Regions from separate parts of the Mus musculus genome. Here regions 2, 3, 4, 5, 6 and 7 are each linked to region 1. Evidence: chromatin contacts called from public HiChIP or PLAC-seq and promoter capture Hi-C data. All regions are on one chromosome and are shown on one strand. The core of a region is the stretch at or near the end of the contact, and the rest is flanking DNA. Distances in the headings are between cores, read along the strand shown.

The links. Promoter capture Hi-C pulls out the DNA fragments that hold promoters and counts their contacts. HiChIP or PLAC-seq counts read pairs in DNA pulled down with a chosen protein or histone mark.
Region 2: an HNF4G HiChIP or PLAC-seq map of pancreatic cancer cells shows a contact between it and region 1. The contact joins the promoter of Zfp3 here to the promoter of Plscr3 in region 1. A contact is called at or near these places in 2 of 115 datasets of contacts at active chromatin or transcription factors (microglia and pancreatic cancer cells).
Region 3: a promoter capture Hi-C map of liver shows a contact between it and region 1. The contact joins the promoter of Pfas here to the promoter of Plscr3 in region 1. A contact is called at or near these places in 2 of 39 promoter capture datasets (liver and pre-B cells).
Region 4: a promoter capture Hi-C map of the HPC-7 cell line shows a contact between it and region 1. The contact joins the promoter of Gp1ba here to the promoter of Plscr3 in region 1. A contact is called at or near these places in 4 of 39 promoter capture datasets (the C10 cell line, the HPC-7 cell line and liver), 1 of 484 Hi-C or Micro-C datasets (CD4 T cells) and 1 of 9 other capture datasets (liver).
Region 5: a promoter capture Hi-C map of embryonic stem cells shows a contact between it and region 1, with 4 times the contacts expected there. The contact joins the promoter of Hes7 here to the promoter of Plscr3 in region 1. A contact is called at or near these places in 8 of 39 promoter capture datasets (3T3-L1-derived adipocytes, cranial neural crest, embryonic stem cells and 4 more), 1 of 484 Hi-C or Micro-C datasets (embryonic stem cells), 2 of 115 datasets of contacts at active chromatin or transcription factors (bone marrow-derived macrophages and pancreatic cancer cells) and 1 of 9 other capture datasets (adipose tissue).
Region 6: a promoter capture Hi-C map of liver shows a contact between it and region 1. The contact joins the promoter of Med11 here to the promoter of Plscr3 in region 1. A contact is called at or near these places in 1 of 39 promoter capture datasets (liver) and 1 of 115 datasets of contacts at active chromatin or transcription factors (astrocytes).
Region 7: a contact with region 1 is called in a promoter capture Hi-C map of liver, with 4 times the contacts expected there. The contact joins the promoter of Pelp1 here to the promoter of Plscr3 in region 1. A contact is called at or near these places in 2 of 39 promoter capture datasets (hippocampal neurons and liver) and 1 of 115 datasets of contacts at active chromatin or transcription factors (pancreatic cancer cells).

Annotation. Positions count from the first base shown.
Region 1 is chr11:69,845,340-69,847,927 of GRCm38.p6, forward strand. It overlaps Plscr3 (phospholipid scramblase 3), which reads left to right and starts at 1,278. Exons shown (of 8, transcript NM_023564.4): 1 at 1,278-1,352; 2 at 1,569-1,736; 3 at 1,996-2,234; 4 at 2,318-2,360; 5 at 2,464-2,588. The coding sequence starts at 1,730.
Region 2 is chr11:70,763,143-70,765,730 of GRCm38.p6, forward strand. Zfp3 (zinc finger protein 3) reads left to right here and starts at 1,305. Exons shown (of 2, transcript NM_177565.3): 1 at 1,305-1,407.
Region 3 is chr11:69,007,164-69,009,751 of GRCm38.p6, forward strand. It overlaps Pfas (phosphoribosylformylglycinamidine synthase (FGAR amidotransferase)), which reads right to left and starts at 1,297. Exons shown (of 28, transcript NM_001159519.1): 1 at 1,240-1,297.
Region 4 is chr11:70,637,848-70,640,435 of GRCm38.p6, forward strand. Gp1ba (glycoprotein 1b, alpha polypeptide) reads left to right here and starts at 1,275. Exons shown (of 2, transcript NM_010326.3): 1 at 1,275-1,351; 2 at 1,557-2,588. The coding sequence starts at 1,563.
Region 5 is chr11:69,119,155-69,121,742 of GRCm38.p6, forward strand. Hes7 (hes family bHLH transcription factor 7) reads left to right here and starts at 1,299. Exons shown (of 4, transcript NM_033041.4): 1 at 1,299-1,361; 2 at 2,356-2,451. The coding sequence starts at 1,320. It also overlaps 9130213A22Rik.
Region 6 is chr11:70,450,602-70,453,189 of GRCm38.p6, forward strand. Med11 (mediator complex subunit 11) reads left to right here and starts at 1,317. Exons shown (of 3, transcript NM_025397.3): 1 at 1,317-1,462; 2 at 1,607-1,737; 3 at 2,501-2,588. The coding sequence starts at 1,378.
Region 7 is chr11:70,408,720-70,411,307 of GRCm38.p6, forward strand. It overlaps Pelp1 (proline, glutamic acid and leucine rich protein 1), which reads right to left and starts at 1,312. Exons shown (of 17, transcript NM_029231.4): 1 at 1,045-1,312. The coding sequence starts at 1,293.

The DNA.
Region 1 (2,588 bases), core at 28-2,527:
TTTTCAGCACTAGTAAGAAGTACCCCCAAAGGAACGGGATCTTAGAGGTGAAAGGTCAACAGAGAGACCAAGATATATGAAGCCAGGGATTGCACGGGCAGGCAGTAAATGACATAGCACAGCAAGGCAAGGGGGAGGAGGGGTCTGTGCTGTGCAGAAGGGTCTCAGAGGCCTAGCATGACTCAACTTGCAATTTTCTCCTTACATCCTATCTCTGAGGCATAATGAAGTCATGTTCCCTCATATACACATCAACACTGCCTCACTGCCCTGGTCTCTGGTGCAATCCACCACAGTAGGACCAGATTTCTGTAAGAACCTCTCCCTTACCTTGGCCTGCCCACAGCCTCCTGGGTTGTTCTGACACAGTAGTTCTCAGTTTAGGCTGTACAATAAAAACTAGAATTCTAAGAATCCCTAGTCTGCACCCCAAGCACTAATATACAATTGATAGGAAGTTAAGACCCAGGCACAAGTGATGGGCTAGTTTCGGCTTTGTTTCTTTAATATCTCCCCTAGTGACCCAGGTCACTCCCAAGCTGACCTGGAACTCGCGATCCTCCACACCTGCCCAGATACTATGCTATCTTCTTTTGAGGAAAGGAGTCTTTTGAGAGAGTCTCCCTATTGTAGCCCTGACTTGGTCTGGAACTATGTAAAACAGACTGGCCTCATACTTGTGACTCTCCTCTTGCCTCTCCTTTCCCAAACGCTGGGATTGCATGTTTTGCCTCCATACTGGGGAATGGAGGGCCTGTTCTGTTCAAGTGTCTTTCCCTGAGCCTTACCTCATGCACATTCATTACTGTTACCTTTTGAAAGTCTGTCACGCGTGTAATGGGCGTGCCTGAACTGAGAGGTGACTGAGTGGGTCAACGCTGTGACAGGGGGAGAACACAGCGAGGTCGCCCTGAGAAGAACACCGAGCCAAGTCTGGGAGGCAAGGAATGAGTGTGAATGGTGTTCCGCTGCGTCAGCGAGGCCCGCCCCGCCCTTGGGAGGAGGATCCCGGGGACCGGAGCAGCCACGCGGTGGGGAGGCAGAGCAGCAACCCGCGGAAAAGGCGAGGGTCTTGCTGCTGGGGATAGGGCCGCAATCACCCTCCAACAGGCCAGGTCTCCAAGCCTCTGCAGTCGGAGCGGAAGGGGCGGAACCACGGTGAACAAAGCGCACAAGGTCCAAGGTCCGCGGCCCCGGGGGAGGAGAAGCGCCTGCTTTCTGCGCAGTCGCCCCGCCCGGACTGGGGGGCGGGACTTAGGCGACCCGGGGGTGGGGTCAGATCTGGGCCCGCCTCCACCAGCGCCTGTGAGCCCCGGAGTGCGTGGCCCCCCGACTTATTCTGGGGGCTTCAGGTGAGCCGGACCATAGAGGGGTTAAGGAGACTTTCCTCGGGGTCAGGTCATCTGTCTGACCTCAGGACCATCTGCCCTGCCGTCTGCCAACAGCCATCTCCGTAGAAAAAATGGGAGAACAAAGGGAGGGGGCGGTCCTGGGGCCCCTAAGAAAATTCAGGGTCCTAGGTACCCCGCCCCGCCCGCTGACACTTTCGGTTTCTCCCCGAGTCTTAGGTGCCGCCCTAGAGACCCTGGGCCCGTACTGGGCGCAGCTACCTCTTCGCCTCTGCCTGTCCGTCTTTGTTTCTGTGTCTGTCTAGCTGTTCCCGAGCTTGTCCCACTCCAGAACTAAGTCTCCCCTACGCCAAAAGCCCAAGACTCCCCTCCTGATTCCCATGGCAGGTACGTTGACGCTAGGTTGGGGTCTCCATTATTCCCCCCTGCCCCCACGAAATTGGGTGCCGGGTGTCGAACACATTCTCCAGGAATGTGCTCAGACTGGCTGCGTGGGGCCCTCCCTTCCTCCTGGGGAGCCACCGCCCTGCCCCTCCGCCCCATCATTCTCTGCCTCTTCTTACGTTTTCCGCGGGTGCTCCTGGTCCTTGGGCTGTGAAAGAAGAGTCCACAGATAACTTTCTAATCTACTCCTGCTCCCCTACAGGCTACTTGCCCCCCAAAGGCTATGCCCCTTCACCCCCACCTCCCTACCCCGTGCCATCTGGGTATCCAGAGCCGGTGGCTCTGCATCCTGGACCGGGACAAGCTCCAGTGCCCACCCAGGTGCCTGCCCCTGCTCCCGGCTTCGCTCTCTTCCCCTCGCCAGGCCCAGTGGCTCCAGGGCCTCCTGCTCCTTTCGTGCCATTGCCAGGGGTGCCTCCTGGCCTCGAATTCCTAGTGCAGGTGAGTGAGAGAGAGGATGGCTGGGAGGAGAACTGAAGTTCGAGGTGACGGATAAGGTCAACGCTGCTCTTAACTCTTTACAGATTGATCAAATCTTGATTCATCAGAAGGCTGAACGAGTGGAAAGTGAGTAGGAGATGGATGGAGCAAGATGGGCTTCATGATCTTTATGGCAGTGGTTAGCTTCTGGGCAGGTGGCCCCCGAGCCTCAGCGTGTTGCCCTTCCCAGCGTTCCTAGGCTGGGAGACCTGTAATATGTATGAACTTCGCTCCGGAACCGGACAGCAACTGGGTCAGGCAGCTGAAGAGAGCAACTGTTGTGCCCGCCTGTGCTGTGGTGCCCGCCGACCATTT
Region 2 (2,588 bases), core at 55-2,554, 920 kb after region 1:
TGTGCCCCCATCTCTCCCTTTGGGAATAGTCATGTGTATTCTGCACTGTTATATTTTGGAGCATCGGGATTACAGTTGCTCATGGGCTCTGGGGATTCGAACTCAGGTCCTTCCACTGCATGGCAAGTGCTTTAACTCCATGAGTCATCTCCCCAGCCCTTACCTCAGAACTAGTTACTCAAAACTAGTTACCCCCCCTGCCTTTTCTTCAAATGTCTTGTTTTTATTTCATTTATTTATTTTGTTTAACAGTACTAGGGGTTGAATTTAGGGCCTACCTAGCACATTCCAGGCAAGTGCTCGACCTCTAAGCCACACCCCCAGCCTCCTTTGCCTTTTCTCGGTTCAGATCTCCTTGTTTAGGTCTATTACAAAGACCATGGCTTCAGAAAAGACCTGATTCCTTACAAATGTTGCTTCAAACTGCACCACCTTCCCAGATAGCAACTGGAAGGAAGGACTGTTCAGTCTTATTTGTATCTAATGTTCACCTCTGGACCAGTCAGAAGGAAGGGGATAATGTGATTAGTCAAGCCAGGGCCACCACTGAGCATAATTAATTCAAGGCCAGTCCTAACTGCCTCAACCTCTCCCTCCCCCACACAGAGATCTACTTCACTGGGCTTGGTTGCTCACTTCAGCAGTTGGAAGGCTGAGGCAGGAGGATCACCACATTCATAGTCACATACGTGCTGTGCTAAAAGACCAAATTTATTCAAGAAGAGAGAAAGGCCAGCAAATAGTGCAGTTCCCATTGCCTGCGGAAAACGGAAATCACACTCAACCTTGAGTTTTTTGTCAAAGCATCACTCCCTGAAGCCTTCCTGACCTCAAAGCAGGCCTCCCCTCCCCCCTCGCTCCTAGAAGATGACAGGCGCACCCTAAATCTAGGAACCGGAGTTGACAGACTCTTGGAAAGCGGGAGGTGAGGCACAAACGCGGCTGCTCGACACGTCCCCGCGGGAAGCGTGGCGGAGTTTCGAGTTTTCCAGCCCACGGAAACGTCAGGGGCGCGCAGAGCGGCTGCTGCGGGGCGGAAGTGCATCCCCGGGGCCCGTCTAGGAAACCGGGAGGACCCTGCGCGTCAGTGGTCAAGGGACACAGTGGGTTTCGCGAGGTGCATGGGACATTCCAGCTAGCCGACCGGCCCTGTCCGACCGGGCGAAGATGGGGTGAATGTGGGCGAGAACGGCAGACGGGAAAGCTGAGACGGGCATGGGGGCGTGGGCTCGCTGGCCACCTGTTCCTCCCGCGAGTGCGGCTCGCGCGGATTGGCCGCAGTGCGCCCGGTACCGGAAGTGGCCGGCGTGGGTCGCCCGTGACACCAGACAACAGCTGCGGTTCTGTGCGCGCCGCGGTGCAGCGCCTCGGGCCCGGCGGAGGGAGCGTGGGCGGCATCCGCCAGCGGTGAGGCCTCTCTGGTTCCGTCGTGCCCGGGGGAGGAGGGCGCGGGGCTCCCGGCCTGGAGCTGGAGTTCTGACTGTAGGCCCGCCCCTGACTCGGGTTTGCTGTGTGACCTTGGACTTTATGGCATCGGGGGCTCCTACTCATTTGCACACGGAGAGGGTGGAGCCTGGGCACTGTCAGGGGCCCGATCCTAATTCTGCTTGCAGGCCTTGTCAGCCAGGGAAACTGGAGAAGCAGGCTCCGACACGGGCATGCCAAAGACCTATGCCTATTTTTCTTCTCTCTCTCTCTCTCTCTCATTTCATTCTCTAAGTATACTGCTAGAACGAATAGCAGGCAAAAATTGGGGGCCCCGTGGCATGTTGTGACCTGTGCTGGCAGGCAGGACATTGGCTTACTAAGGTTAAAGAAAGATGATAGAATTGGGACTAAAGAGAAGACACAGTAGTTCTTGCTGCTCTTCCAGAAGACCCTAGTTTGGTTCCCAGAACTCAAATCAGGCGCCTCGTATCATCTGTAACTCATGTGCACACACATCTATAACTCTGTAGCAACACACAACTACACATAGTTAAGAATAATAATAATAATCATAAATGAGACTGAATTGAGCACAGAATTGACAGAGTTCCCTTGATCCTGGATACCAAAGGAGGAAGATAAATAGTGTCTTGGGAGAAAGAACTTTTCTTGTTGTTGCCTTAGTTTGACTTTTTTTTTTTTTTTTGAGATAGGGTCTCCCTACATATCTCTGGCTAGTCTTGAACTCACTAGGTAGATCAGGTTGACTTAAGACTTTCAGAGATCCATCTGCTTCTGTCTTCCATGTGCTGATATTAAAGGTGTGGGTCATCGTGCTCGGCTAAGAACTTATTTTTATAAAACGTTGATACCAGTTATCTGTCAGACACTGCTCTGGTCTCTTTAGGGACAATGGTGAATGGAATCTTCAATTAACCTTTAAAACAACTGCAGACATTCACCCAGATAGCTCAGAAACCTCACTTAATGTTTTCCAGGTATCAGAAATGTGCTAAGCACTGAGGTTAACAAGATGAGTAGAATGTCATCCTTGGTCACATTGTAGAACAGTGGTGCTCAGCCTGTGAGGTGCAACCCCTCTGAGACTTGAATATCCCCTTTACAATATATACACTACCACTCGTAATGGCAAAATTATA
Region 3 (2,588 bases), core at 47-2,546, 840 kb before region 1:
CCACGGCACCACTATCATTCATTTGGACTGATCAGCGTATTGTTTTCTCTGTTGCTGTTGTTTTATGAGGAAAAGGTCAGGTTATCATATAGCCCAGGCTGGTCTGGAAATCAGTCTTCTTGCCACTGCCTTCTAATGTGGAGCCTACCTAGGGGCATGCATCACCACACCCAATTGCACCGAATTCTTCAATGGTCTGATTCCACTACTGCACAACCACATCCTATTTGCCACAGACAGTGAAAAGACCATGACTTCTACACTGGTGAGGTGGCTTAATGAATAAACACTTGCCTCTGCTAGGCATGGTGGTACGGGCTCTGAATCCCAGCAAAGGAAGGTGAATCTCAGGATTTCAGGATTTACATAGAGTTGCAAGTCAATCAGGGCTGTAAAATGAGACCGTTTCAAAAAAACAAAATCAACCAACCAACCACACGAGTTGTTAAATGAACAGACCCTTTATTCCCATCACACCTCAGTTCCCTGCCTCCATACAGTCCTCCTTTAAAAAAAAAAAAAAAGCAAAGGTGGCACATGCCTTTAATCCCAGGAGGCAGAGGCAGGTGAATCTCTCTGAGTTAAAGGCTGGCCAGGACATCCAGGGTTACACAGAGAAACACCCAGGGTCTCATTTAGCTCAGGCTGACCTCTAAATAGCTATATAACTGAGGGTAATTTCTAGTCCTTCTACTCCCAAAACCTCGAGTGCTGTAATTTCTCGTGTTCTTCACAACACCTGATTTATGAGGTTGTAAGACTCGAACCCAGGACCCTGAGCTACATCTGCAGCCCTCTGCAGTTATTTCGTCTATCATTCCCAGCGAAATGTAAGTTTCAGAAATATCGGAACCGGGTTTTATTTCGGCACTGTATTCCCAACGACTAGTATGGTGCCTGATACAAAGCAGGTGGTCTTCACATTTTTCTGATGAATGAATGGTTGGATGAATGAATGAATGAATGAATGGATGGATGAATGAGACCATGAGATGAGGCTATTTCAGGGATGGATGAATGAGACCATGAGATGAGGCTATTTCAGTCTGGTCGTCCACCTACACCGAGTGCCTGCAGAACACGCGCTCCAACAGATGCTCTACCCAAGGCATGTGGATCCAGATGGACCCAACCCGCCCTAATGGGGAAAACGACGCGGCCTGGATTCGGTTTGAATGTGTGAGCAATGGAACCGCATCAGGAAGCGAACTCAGGGAAGGACGCGTAGGTTGTACTCACCTGAAGCCCGCCAGTTTGCGCCAGAGACCCACGAGTCCTTGGCGCGCGCTCGTTGTACGTCATCAGAGAGCGCCACCGCCGGAGAAGCGATTCGCGCGGGCCGGCTGTGGGCGGTGCCAAGGCTCCCCGCGGTGGGTTGGGGCTGTTTGAGTGACAAACCTGAATCTCTTTTAGAAGTCCAAGCCTGTAATCCCAGCACTGGGAGGCCAGAGCAGACAGGAGTATCTTTGAATTCTAGACTAGTCTGGTCCACATAGCAAGTTCGAGGCCAGCCAAGGATGTACAGAGAAACCCTCTGTCAAAAAGACAAAACAGGGGCTGGTGAGGGCTCAGCAGGTAAGAGCACTGACTGCTCTTCCAAAGGTCCTGAGTTCAAGCAACCACATGGTGGCTCACAACCATCCGCAATGAGATCTGATGCCCTCTTCTGGTGTGTCTGAAGACAGCTACAGTGTACTTACATATAACAATAAATAAATCTTAAAAAAAAAAAAAAGACAAAACAAAATTCAAAAAAGAGAAGACGCCTCGAATTTGAAATATCACTTGAGAAAATGTTATTTTATTGATCACTGAAAGTGCCTTACGGCTGGAGGTGACTCTTAACTTGTTGTCAAGTTGACACACAAAACCATCCAGTACACTAGCCTAAATTACATTTAAAAAGTTAACGTGTAAAACTGTTTTGGCTCTCTGTATTTTTCTCCCTTCTGCCTTCTTTGTTTATGCAAGATAAATTGGTTTTCCAAGGTCATTTAATTTAGAACTTCTGTTACTTTGACCTTAATAGAATGTAACAGTCTGAGATTCTCAGACTAATGTAAAATCTAGGCAAAGTACCCCAAAACCCTTTTTAAAACAAAACAAACAAAAGAAAGAAAATTCTTTGTGTAGCTTTGGCTGCCCCAGAACTAGCCCTGTAGACCAGGATGGCCTCCAACTCACCGAGACTCAAGACTGGGATTACAGGCCTGGGCAACCACTGCCCCCTTCACAAAACAGCCTTTTAAAAGACCCTATGCAATACAATACAGCCAGCCTAAGACCTGCAACAGCAAGAAACAAGAGACAATGTTTAAATAGATTTTGGAAATGAAATTTAGGTTCCTTTTATTTATTCAAGATTTATTTATTTTATGTGAGTACAGTGTTGTTCTCTTCAGACACACCAGAAGAGAGCATCAAATCTCATAACAGACGATTGTGAGCCACCATGTGAGTGCTGGGAATTGAACTCAGGACCTCTGGAAGAGCAGTCAGTGCTCTTAACAGCTGAGCCATCTCTCCAGCAGCTCCTTTCTTTATTAAGCTGGTAAATTTATTTATATTGCTCTGTCTTCTGAAAGTAA
Region 4 (2,588 bases), core at 25-2,524, 790 kb after region 1:
CTGCAGTTCTCCTAGGTGAAATAGAAGGGAAGTTAAAAAAATTTAGAAACCAACCAGAAGGCTACTGCAGCAAAGAAGATAGTGCCTTGGGCTGGGGAGTGGAAGATGGAAGGATTTCAAAGAGACCAGAGTTAAAATCAGGAGGATTTGATAGCAGGGTGTTAAGGTGGAAGGAGTATCAGGAAGTGTTTAAAAGGACCAGGTAACTGAGTAGCTGTGGACAACAGAGGAGGAGAAGCTATTTTTTTTTTTATGGGGCTTCTTTTTTGTTTGGTTTGCGGTCTCAGTATACAGCTCAGGATGGCCCCAAACTCATGATCTTCCTGCCTCTGCTTCCCATGGACTGGTGTTATAGACAGTCCTATACCTCAGGCCAGCAGATGAAGCTATTTGCATAATGAACTTGATTTTTAATATACTTGAGTTTTCGATGTTATTTTGTTGTTGTTGTCATTGTCGTCATTGTTATTATTGTTGTTTTAATGAGAAGGGTCTTCTTTTGTAGCTCAAGCTGGCTTCAAACTCATGGCCTTCCTGTCAGAACCTCTCAGTGATGTACACTGTTTCTATACTTGAAGAACATGTAAGAAGAGAACTCCAAGTGGCATCTAATGTTAAGTATGTAGGCCTCAGGAAACAGGATCTAGACTAGAGATAAAGACTTAAGTCTAGGGCAGAAGTGGTGATTAAATGCACAGCAAAGTATTTCCCAGGCACTTATGGGGTTATGATACAAAAACCTATGAAGCCTCTGGAAGCAGGTTTACTGCTCCAGAAAGCTAGAGGAAGCCACAGAGGAGTCTGAGAAGGACCAACCACACAGGCTAGAGAAAATGAGTGTCACTTGTCACATCCCCAGGAAGGAATAGTCCTGAGTATGGAGGCTACAAAAACAGTTTAGAGAATACCAGTCACGTGCCCAGGGGATGCAGACTAGAATGTCAGCAGTCCCCAGATTCGGGAGGGGCTCAGCTTAGGGTAGGAAGGTGGCATGGAGTGTAAGGAAGCATGACATCTCTAAGAACTGCTATGGAGAAGAGAGGCAGCACTCAAAGGAGCTTTTGAATGCTGGTGGCTAGTAGCTGCAAAGTCTCTAGATCTCTCCGGGGTGGAAGGAAAGTGAGAATGTAAAACCAAAAGGAGGGCTTTGGGGAATGCTGTGCAGAGAGCTGATAAGAGCCTTTGCCCGCAAGGGAGACTGTTCCCTGGGTCACAGGAGCTGATTATCAGGTTGTCATTTCCTCCCCAACTCTATCTCCTTCCTGCTCTTGGGCTGGCTCTCCTTGCAGCTAGTAGAGAGAAGGACCGAGTCATAGCCTGGAAGAAGCTCTGTTCCTCCAAAGGACTGTCTGTCTGACTGTAAGCTGGGGCTGGGACCAGAGGTGGAGAAGGTTCTAAGGAGGGAATAAGAACCAAGGGCTGGAGGCAGGGGTGGAAAAGGAGAGAAAAGTCTGGGAGGTGTGGAAGCTGTTTCTAGATGGGATCCTAAGAACTGCAGCAGTGAAGGGCTAAAAGCTGGGAAAATGATGTAATGGGTGGCATCCCTTTGCCCACAGGTTCATATGGCTCTCCTCATCTTGCTCTTCCTGCTGCCAAGTCCCTTGCATTCCCAGCACACTTGTAGTATCTCCAAAGTGACCAGCCTGCTGGAAGTAAACTGTGAGAACAAGAAGCTGACAGCACTGCCTGCAGACCTGCCAGCAGACACAGGCATCCTCCACCTGGGCGAGAACCAACTGGGTACCTTCTCCACAGCATCACTGGTGCATTTCACTCACCTCACTTATCTGTACCTGGATAGATGTGAGCTGACGAGCCTGCAGACCAATGGTAAACTGATAAAGCTGGAAAACCTGGACTTATCCCATAATAACCTGAAAAGCCTGCCCTCCCTAGGATGGGCATTGCCTGCACTCACTACTCTAGACGTCTCCTTCAACAAGTTGGGCTCACTGTCTCCTGGTGTCCTGGATGGCCTAAGCCAACTCCAAGAGCTCTACTTGCAGAACAATGATCTTAAGAGTCTGCCCCCCGGGCTCTTGTTGCCAACGACCAAGCTGAAGAAACTCAATCTGGCCAACAACAAATTGCGTGAGCTGCCCTCTGGGCTCCTAGATGGGCTGGAGGATCTTGATACCCTCTACCTTCAAAGGAACTGGCTTCGCACAATACCAAAGGGCTTCTTTGGGACCCTCCTCTTGCCTTTTGTTTTTCTCCACGCCAACAGCTGGTACTGTGATTGTGAAATCCTCTACTTCCGTCACTGGCTCCAGGAAAATGCCAACAATGTCTACTTATGGAAGCAGGGTGTGGATGTCAAGGACACAACTCCTAACGTGGCCAGTGTACGATGTGCCAACTTGGACAATGCGCCTGTCTACTCCTACCCAGGGAAGGGCTGCCCTACTAGTAGTGGTGACACAGACTATGATGACTATGATGATATCCCTGACGTCCCTGCCACAAGAACTGAGGTCAAGTTCTCTACTAACACTAAAGTTCATACTACCCACTGGAGCCTACTCGCCGCAGCACCTTCTACTTCTCAAGACAGCCAAATGATTTCTTTGCCTCCAACTCATAAACCC
Region 5 (2,588 bases), core at 49-2,548, 730 kb before region 1:
CCACACATCTGTGCTTCCATTTGGCTGAAGTAGGGGAAGGTGGGATGTACTGAGGGCCCTAACCCCAAATGGGTGCCTCCTTTCTCAAGTACCGGGCCCCTCCTGCTCTGCCTTTGGCAAGGCAGCCTCTTGCCAGAAAACCCTCTCAGGATGTGGAGGGCCTCTGGGAAGGGGTTCCACTTTGTCTCTGACTCCACAGCTATCTTCTGGCTCGGTTTGTAGCCCTGTCTTTATTATGTCCTTTCCCCAGGCCTTCTTGTCGTGTTAAATTTCGATTTTACCTTCTCAGGCACTTCGCCCTGAAGTCTCCAGGTGTTGACATATCCATCCTTCTGAGAGGTCATGCTCTTTGTTTGAGGTGGGTGAAGATCCCATTTTGCAACCAAACCTTTCTTGTCCCTTTAGCAAATCTCACGTCTCCCTGCTCCCCTACAGTCCCTAGAGGCCTCCAGAGCGCCCACCAACTGGTGCACTCTATGTTTTCCTGCCAGCTGTACTCCTGAATTTAGTTTTAAACCAAGTTCTTGTAAACGGAAAGGTATCGCTTCTCGGCCTCTTGGCTAACTAAGATCAAGGGTAGTGAATGGAAAGATTTCTTCACTCACGTATACTTCAAGGATTTTTTTCCCCCTAGAAGTTTCCTTTGTCCTCCCTTAGTCCAGCCATCCTTAGGAAAATCTGTTCCCGGGGACTCAAGTCACAGTATCTATAGAGTCAGTTTGGCGGCAGATTCTCCTTATTACTACGTCTGCAGGGATAAGTACTGGAGTTATTGTGGGAATTGAGTAGAAGAGACAGATACAACGGCGCCGTCTTTTCCCACAGCCAGCCAGTAGAATCCGGTAGATCTGCTCTGCACCTTTAGGGGTTGGGAGAAGATTATAATATTCAGCCTGGAGGCAGAAGCATGCCAACATTTATTTCAGGGTTGGTGGGGCTATAGTGAACCTCCAAGAAATCTACTAGTCTAGGAGACCCCCAAATTTCATGCCTAAGTGATTTCTTCCCAGTTCACTTAGACTCTCTTCCCCTAATAATCTCCTCCCTCCAGTTGGGTCCCGCCTTATTATACAGCTTTATGGTCCTTAAACCAGCCTGTGGCCCCTTCCTCCCCTCACTTCCCACATTTGGGGCTAGTTCCTCCCCTTCCCCTCCCCCTTCACTCCCTGCCTTTCCGGGAGCCTCGTGCCGGGGTCCTTGAGCTGGGCATCTAGGGGCTGAAGGGGGCGGGGCCGGGCCCTAGCCCTCCTACCCTGCAGCGGCGGGATATAAGGATCTAGGCAGCACGCGCTGAGTCCACCGAAGGGTCCGGAGGAGCAATGGTCACCCGGGAGCGAGCTGAGAATAGGGACGGCCCCAAGGTGAGAGGTGGGAAGGGAGGGAAATAGGGTCCCTGTTCAGGCCAGAGGACTTAAAGGTTCTAACTCTGTGGGCTAGGAATGAGGATGGAGACACAAGAGTGAAAAGACCGAAAGAACCTGTAAAGTATAAAGAGGGCAGGGTCAGAGCCCAACTTGCGCGGGCTGCGGAAGCGGAGGTCTAGGGGTTTGCATTATTGTGGGCTAAGGCTTGTGGCTAGGAAAGTGCCAGAATTTGGGCATCGTGGCCTATTCTAGGGCTCGGGAAGCTGGGGCAGGTGGATTATCGCAAGTTCGAGGCCACAGAGTGCACCCCTACCGAAAAAACAAACAAACAAACAAACAAAAACCAAACCAAAATAAAACAAACAAACAAAACCCCACGAAGCTATACTATAACATGAGATAAGCTAGAGGCCATAGCTGGTGGAGGAGGGTGGAAACAAAAATAGAGGAAAGGCTATGGACGCTGTCTGTAAGCGCCTGGGAACCCACATCTGACTCAAAGAGAAGACCTTTGAGTCGTTGGTTCCGGAGGTGCGAGGCCAGGTGAGAGATATTAGGAGAACGAGTGAAGGGTTTGAGTGAGAAGAGGAGGTGTGGTCGCACTGTGTGTCTGCCTTTCACCTTAGGTCTCTATCGCGCGGCTCACTAGCCTGGGGGCAAAGAGTGGCCCTAAAGTTCTTCAGTGATACACTGAGAGGGAGACGACACAAGATAGAGATATAAAGAGAAAAGAAGAGTGCCATAGAGGGGAGAAGAGAGGAGAAAGCTGAACACAGAAAGGGCAGGGAGAAGTGGGCGAGCCACGGAAAGCGACCCAAGGGACTGGGAAGTAGCAGGGAGTGAGAGGGAAACGAATGGACCAGACCCAAGCAGCCTGGGATTAGGGGAAAGGGGCGCATGGGGGGTTTTCCCAGCGGCAGGATCGGACGCTTGCGCGGCGGCGCTGAGTCTCGGTCCGGTCGGCCCGCTCTTCCTTTCCCGCTGGTCACAGATGCTGAAGCCGTTGGTGGAGAAGCGGCGCCGGGACCGCATCAACCGCAGCCTAGAAGAGCTGAGGCTGCTGCTCCTGGAGAGGACCAGGGACCAGGTCAGTTCCACCGCTGGCCCCAGGCCCCTAAGCATTCTGTACCTGTGTCCCAGAGCTTTCTACTGGGGTGGGGACATAAGCTGGAGTGGTGACTCTGGACCCAAGCCTGCTCCTTGAAATCCCATCCCAGACCCCCT
Region 6 (2,588 bases), core at 67-2,566, 610 kb after region 1:
CATGAGCAATGCATGCACATCACTCACAGACACACATACAGATACAAAATACCCTTACTCACCAAATTAAATAAATAAATCTTGGTGGGCAGTGGTGATGCACACCTTTAATCCCAGTACTCAGGAGACAGAGGCAGGCGGATCTTGGTGAGTTCGAGGACAGCCTGACCTACAGAGCAAGTTCCAAGACAACCAGGGCTACAAAGAGAAACCTTGTCTCAAAAAAACCAAATAAAATAAAATAAGCTAACAAACACCATTGAGTGAGAGAACATTTCATTTATCTCTATATCCATAGAGCCTAGCACACCTAATTGATAATCAAAGACAGAAAGGTCGAGGGAAGGAACCAGGACATGAGAATGAGCTGGGCTCAGGATCAGGAAGAAGCCTTAGGCACGGAGAATGTCATGCTTTCCTTGGGAGAGGTTGGCCACCAAAGAGCCCATGACTACCCAGTATGGAGGAACCCACTTGAACTCCCACTGTCATCACCTGGCCCAGGGCCAATGCTTAATAATAAATTCTTATAAATTCAGTAAGTCAGACAGTTAACTAAATCAGAGAGGTCTGAGTGGCTTTGGGCCACAGGGCTGTTTCAGTGGTGGCTCATATCTTTAATCCCAGTATTTAGGGAGGCAGAGGCAGTGATACTCAATTTGTGGGGAAGGGGGTGAGGGGAAGACTAGTGCCCAAGTCATGTCTGGCCACCCTTCTTTAATAAGCCAATTAAAAATGGAAAGTTAAAAAAGGAGACGTATCCAATGTGGCCACATTGGGAAGAGTGACAAAGAGATCCGGCAAGCCCCCTCAAGTCAGTCTTCAGGGTGCTAACGCAACATCAAAGTTTAAATAGAGCAAGGTTGTGCACATCTAAGTACCCCACCCCCACCCGCACCCCCACCCTCAGTCAAGGTGTGTGGTCACACCCATCACTGACTATTCATTATCTGGGCTTCAGTCTCATCCTGTAAAGTGGTCTGACAAGTTGTTAGAACTGTGTAAAATCTCTTTCTGGAAGACAAGTTCTGATAGTCAAGACTGAAGAGATACAAGTATCTCTTTAAACTATCTTCATTTTTGACAGACCTATTACACCAGAGGATCTCTATGAGTTCCAGGCCAACTTGGTCTAAACTGAGATCCTGTCAGAAAACAAGTCAATAACCGCCTCTTTCCACCCCTGTCTGGCCTGGCATTAGCGCCCTGGCAGTCAGACTAGACCAGGTAGACTCGGAAGGGCGAGGCCGCGCTGAGCATCCTGGGAATTGTAGTGTTCGCTGCAGTGGCCTCTGCGCAGGCGCACATTAACAGGCATTTCCGGGCTGTGGCGCCACACCTCGCAAAAGACGGCCTGTGGGGCTTTCCACTGGAACGATGGCTACCTACAGTCTGGCGAACGAGCGGCTGCGCGCCCTGGAGGATATCGAGCGTGAAATCGGCGCCATCCTCCAGAACGCAGGTTCGGGAAGCGAGGGGCAGACGGCAAGGGGTGAAGACCAGCCCGGGACTCTGCGTGCAGTTGGGGCGGGACCTGAATGCTAGCCTTAGGGCGGGGCTGAGTCTGAAGCCTGGGTCTGACATCGCCCTCTCCCCGCCCTGGCAGGAACGGCGATCCTGGAACTGTCCAAGGAAAAGACTAACGAGCGGCTCCTCGACCGGCAGGCGGCAGCCTTCACCACTTCTGTGCAGCACGTGGAGGCAGAGCTATCCGCTCAAATCCGCTACCTCACTCAGGTGGGTGTGTCTAGAAGGTGCTGGGCGGGGACCCCAGCTCTGAACCAACGCCCTAGCCTTGGGGATTCCCTGAGCTTTAGCTAGGTAAGACTGCCTCTTACGCGATAGGTACTTTCATTTCAGGGCTGGTTTAGTCCTCTAAAAGGAAAGGATTAAAAATGTCTAGGGTGTATAAACAATACCCTAGGCATACCAGCTGGCACAGGCCGGTATTCTGAGCTACTTAAGTGCCTGAGGCTGGAAGATCACAAGTTCAAAACTTGTCTGGGCAATTCAGACCCAGTAGGTCAGAAAGAGAGTTGGAGCTCTGTGTTAGAGCACTTACCTACCATAAAGAGGCCCAGGTACTGAAATAAATAAATAAAAATAAATAAATAAATAAATACTGAAGCTACCGAACGTTGTTCCCAGAAACTTGTGAGGCCATATTTGCTTGGGGACTAAGAAGACAGACATCGCTAAGAGGCTTCCAGAGTCTTTACTCCAGCTGCTACTGTTTACTGACATCTGTGGTGTGCTGGGCATATCCTAAAACTCTAGGAAGTATTCGCTGTGGTCCCTATTTCATAGATGAGGTTCACACAGTGGTTAAGCTTTTTCTTTTTTTTTTTTTTTTGTTGTTGTTGTTGTTGCCTTAGAACACTGAGTTACCAGTCAACTAATGTAGATCAAACTTGGGAAAGATGTGAGACCAGAGAAATAATACTGCCCGGTTGTGGGTGGTAAAGAGAGGCAGTACCCCATTGATTGATCTGACTTGTAGGTGGCCACAGGGCAGCCGCATGAGGGCTCCAGCTACTCTTCCAGGAAGGACTGTCAAATGGCTCTAAAGCGAGTAGACTACGCCCGCC
Region 7 (2,588 bases), core at 62-2,561, 560 kb after region 1:
AGAGACCTTGTCTTGACACAGGAACCTTAGGACCTAAACGTTCCTATGACTTTGATGTGTGCACCGTTGCTACCCTTGGCCCATAACCACTAACATAAACACACATACAGCTGAACAAGATGGCGGATGCCCAGCCACAGGCAGCTGGATCTCGGGGAGTTCTAGGCCAGCCTGGTCTACATAGTTCCAGACCAGCCAGAGCCACATAGTGAGACTTTGCCTCCATAAGAAAAAAAAAAAAAAAAAAAAAAAGGCAGAACTTCACAGACTGCTTATGGAAGTGTGTAAGAAACCACATATCGAGGATGGCACTTGGGTTTCTAGCTTGTAGGAACTGAACGCATGTGAATATTTTGTGCACAGGCTCCTAACCAGGTAGACAACATATTGTCTACCGCCTACCTCACCAGCCTCAACTCTACCCACTCTCTTTAACCACCTAAACCCCGAACCCAAACATTGCCCTCATTTTCCAACCCGTCCTACACGAGTGTTCCTCTAACGTTTCAACTACCCCTTCTAATTTTCTTTCACTACCTAACCCCTGTTCATCTTAAACTCCAGGTCTTTTGGAGAAATCTCTAAATACTCTCTCTACACCGGTTTAGGAAACTCATACCAGATTTAGTTTCGTGTTATGGCATTTTGCTCATCGCCACTATGACTGGAATTGGAGCGCCGAGTAGGAAGGGGTAGGCCCTTGGCTGAGAGCTAGTAAATGTTTGTGTTCAATTACCCTGGGAAAACGCCGCCAAAAGAAGTTTCGCTGAGGACTGAACTAGTCAGGGGACCTGGGATGGAACCGAGCCCCTTCATTGCTTTGTGCTTATCAATGACCTAACAGAAAAGGGGCCTAATACTGCTCTGGGGAACGCGCAGGTAATGAAGTCTGTGGATCGCGTCCTCAATGGTTAAGTGGCTCTATTCTCCACTCTCGGCTCTCCTCGAGCTCACAGCTCCAGTGTCAGCTTCAGGAAGGCGGGACCACGGTGCCCAGCCGCCTCACCAGCCTTTCCACGGTGACCGCGGGAGCCACAGACTTACCTGCGCCCCACCTGCCGTCCCATGCAGCCTCAATAAGCACATGAGCCCGGGCAAATGCGGGGCCCACTGGATTGGGGGATGCACAGGGGCCACGGGGGACGCCGTTCGCGGCTGTAACAACCCGGAAATGCTCTCTAACAGCAGCAGACGCAGACGCGGGCCGGATCCCACCGCAGAGAGACCCCCGGGCCCGCCAGGAGCCCCAGCTGGGGAGCCCGCAGAGGCCCCACTAAGAACGGCCGCCGCCATCTTCACAGGCTCGAGCAATGGCGTGGCGTGATGACGCAAACATAAGTGCGACGCACGCCGCTCGGGGAGGGGTCTTGAGGAGGGGGCTGCGGCCTGCTGGGCTGGATGAATGAGGGCTGGCGCCCTGCGGCAGGAGGGGGCATGCGCAATGTGGGCGAGCGCCAGCGTTGGGGCGGCTTGCAAACTGCTAACCCGGGCTGAGCGCTGTAGGGCGGGGCGGAGGCGTTGCTGCGCAGGCCGGACACGTGGTCTGCAGGAAAGGCGCGGGAGTCTGAAAGATCTCAGTCCAGCGTGGCTTCTGGTCACCTTCTCCCTGGGCTTAGTAATCCTATCTAAGGAGCCAACCCCAAGTCTGAAATCTGGAACGTTCTAAACTGCTTTTCCAACAATGGAAAAACAAGCTCAAACAGTGCACATGCCACAAAGTAGCAGAGGTGTCACTCTGTCCCCAAGACACACCCACAGTCATTTGTGTATTTACATTACTATACACAGTTGTTTTGTTTTTTGAGACAGGGCCCTGGCTGTTCTGGAAATCACTTTGTAGACCAGGCTGACCTCCAACTCAGAAATCCACCTGCCTCTGCCTCCCTAGTGCTGGGATTAAAGGCGTGCGCCACCACGCCCGGCTAACCTATCACTTTCAAAGGCCTCAGCATTGCCTTATTTCCTCCCTCTGCAGTCTGTACACCACACAAAAGCCGAATTGGGCTTTTCTGATATAAGCCAGTTCTTTGTTTTGTTGTTTTTGCTTTTTAACAGGCTGGCCTCAGACATGATGTGGCAATATTCCTGCCTCAGGCTCACAAGTTCAAATGCTGACATTACAGATTGGAGCCAAGAAAGCTTGTCCTTCCCAGTTTAGAGTCCTTCTGTAGCTTCTAGAGATAAGAATATTAACTGGGTGGTGGTGGCACACGCCTTTAATCCCAGCATATTGGGAGGCAGACGCAGGCAGATTTCTGAGTTCAAGGCCAGCCTGGTCTACAAAGTGAGCTCCAGGACAGCCAGGGCTACACAGAGAAACCCTGTCTCAAAAAAACAAACAAAAAAAGATAAGAATATTTCCCTACACAGACTAGAATCTATACCACCTGACCTCAGGCTGTACAAGCACTTCTTTCTTCCTCTGGTCTTTTGTTGTTTTGTTTTAGGGGTGGAGAGATGTTTGAGGTTTTGTTTTGTTTTGTTTCTTCTCCTAGTCTTGGACTAAACTAGCCTTCTTTCTATCCTCCAGCAACATCAATTCCAAGGCCTTTGCACAGACTTCCAATTTTGCCGACAGGCTTGTTGCC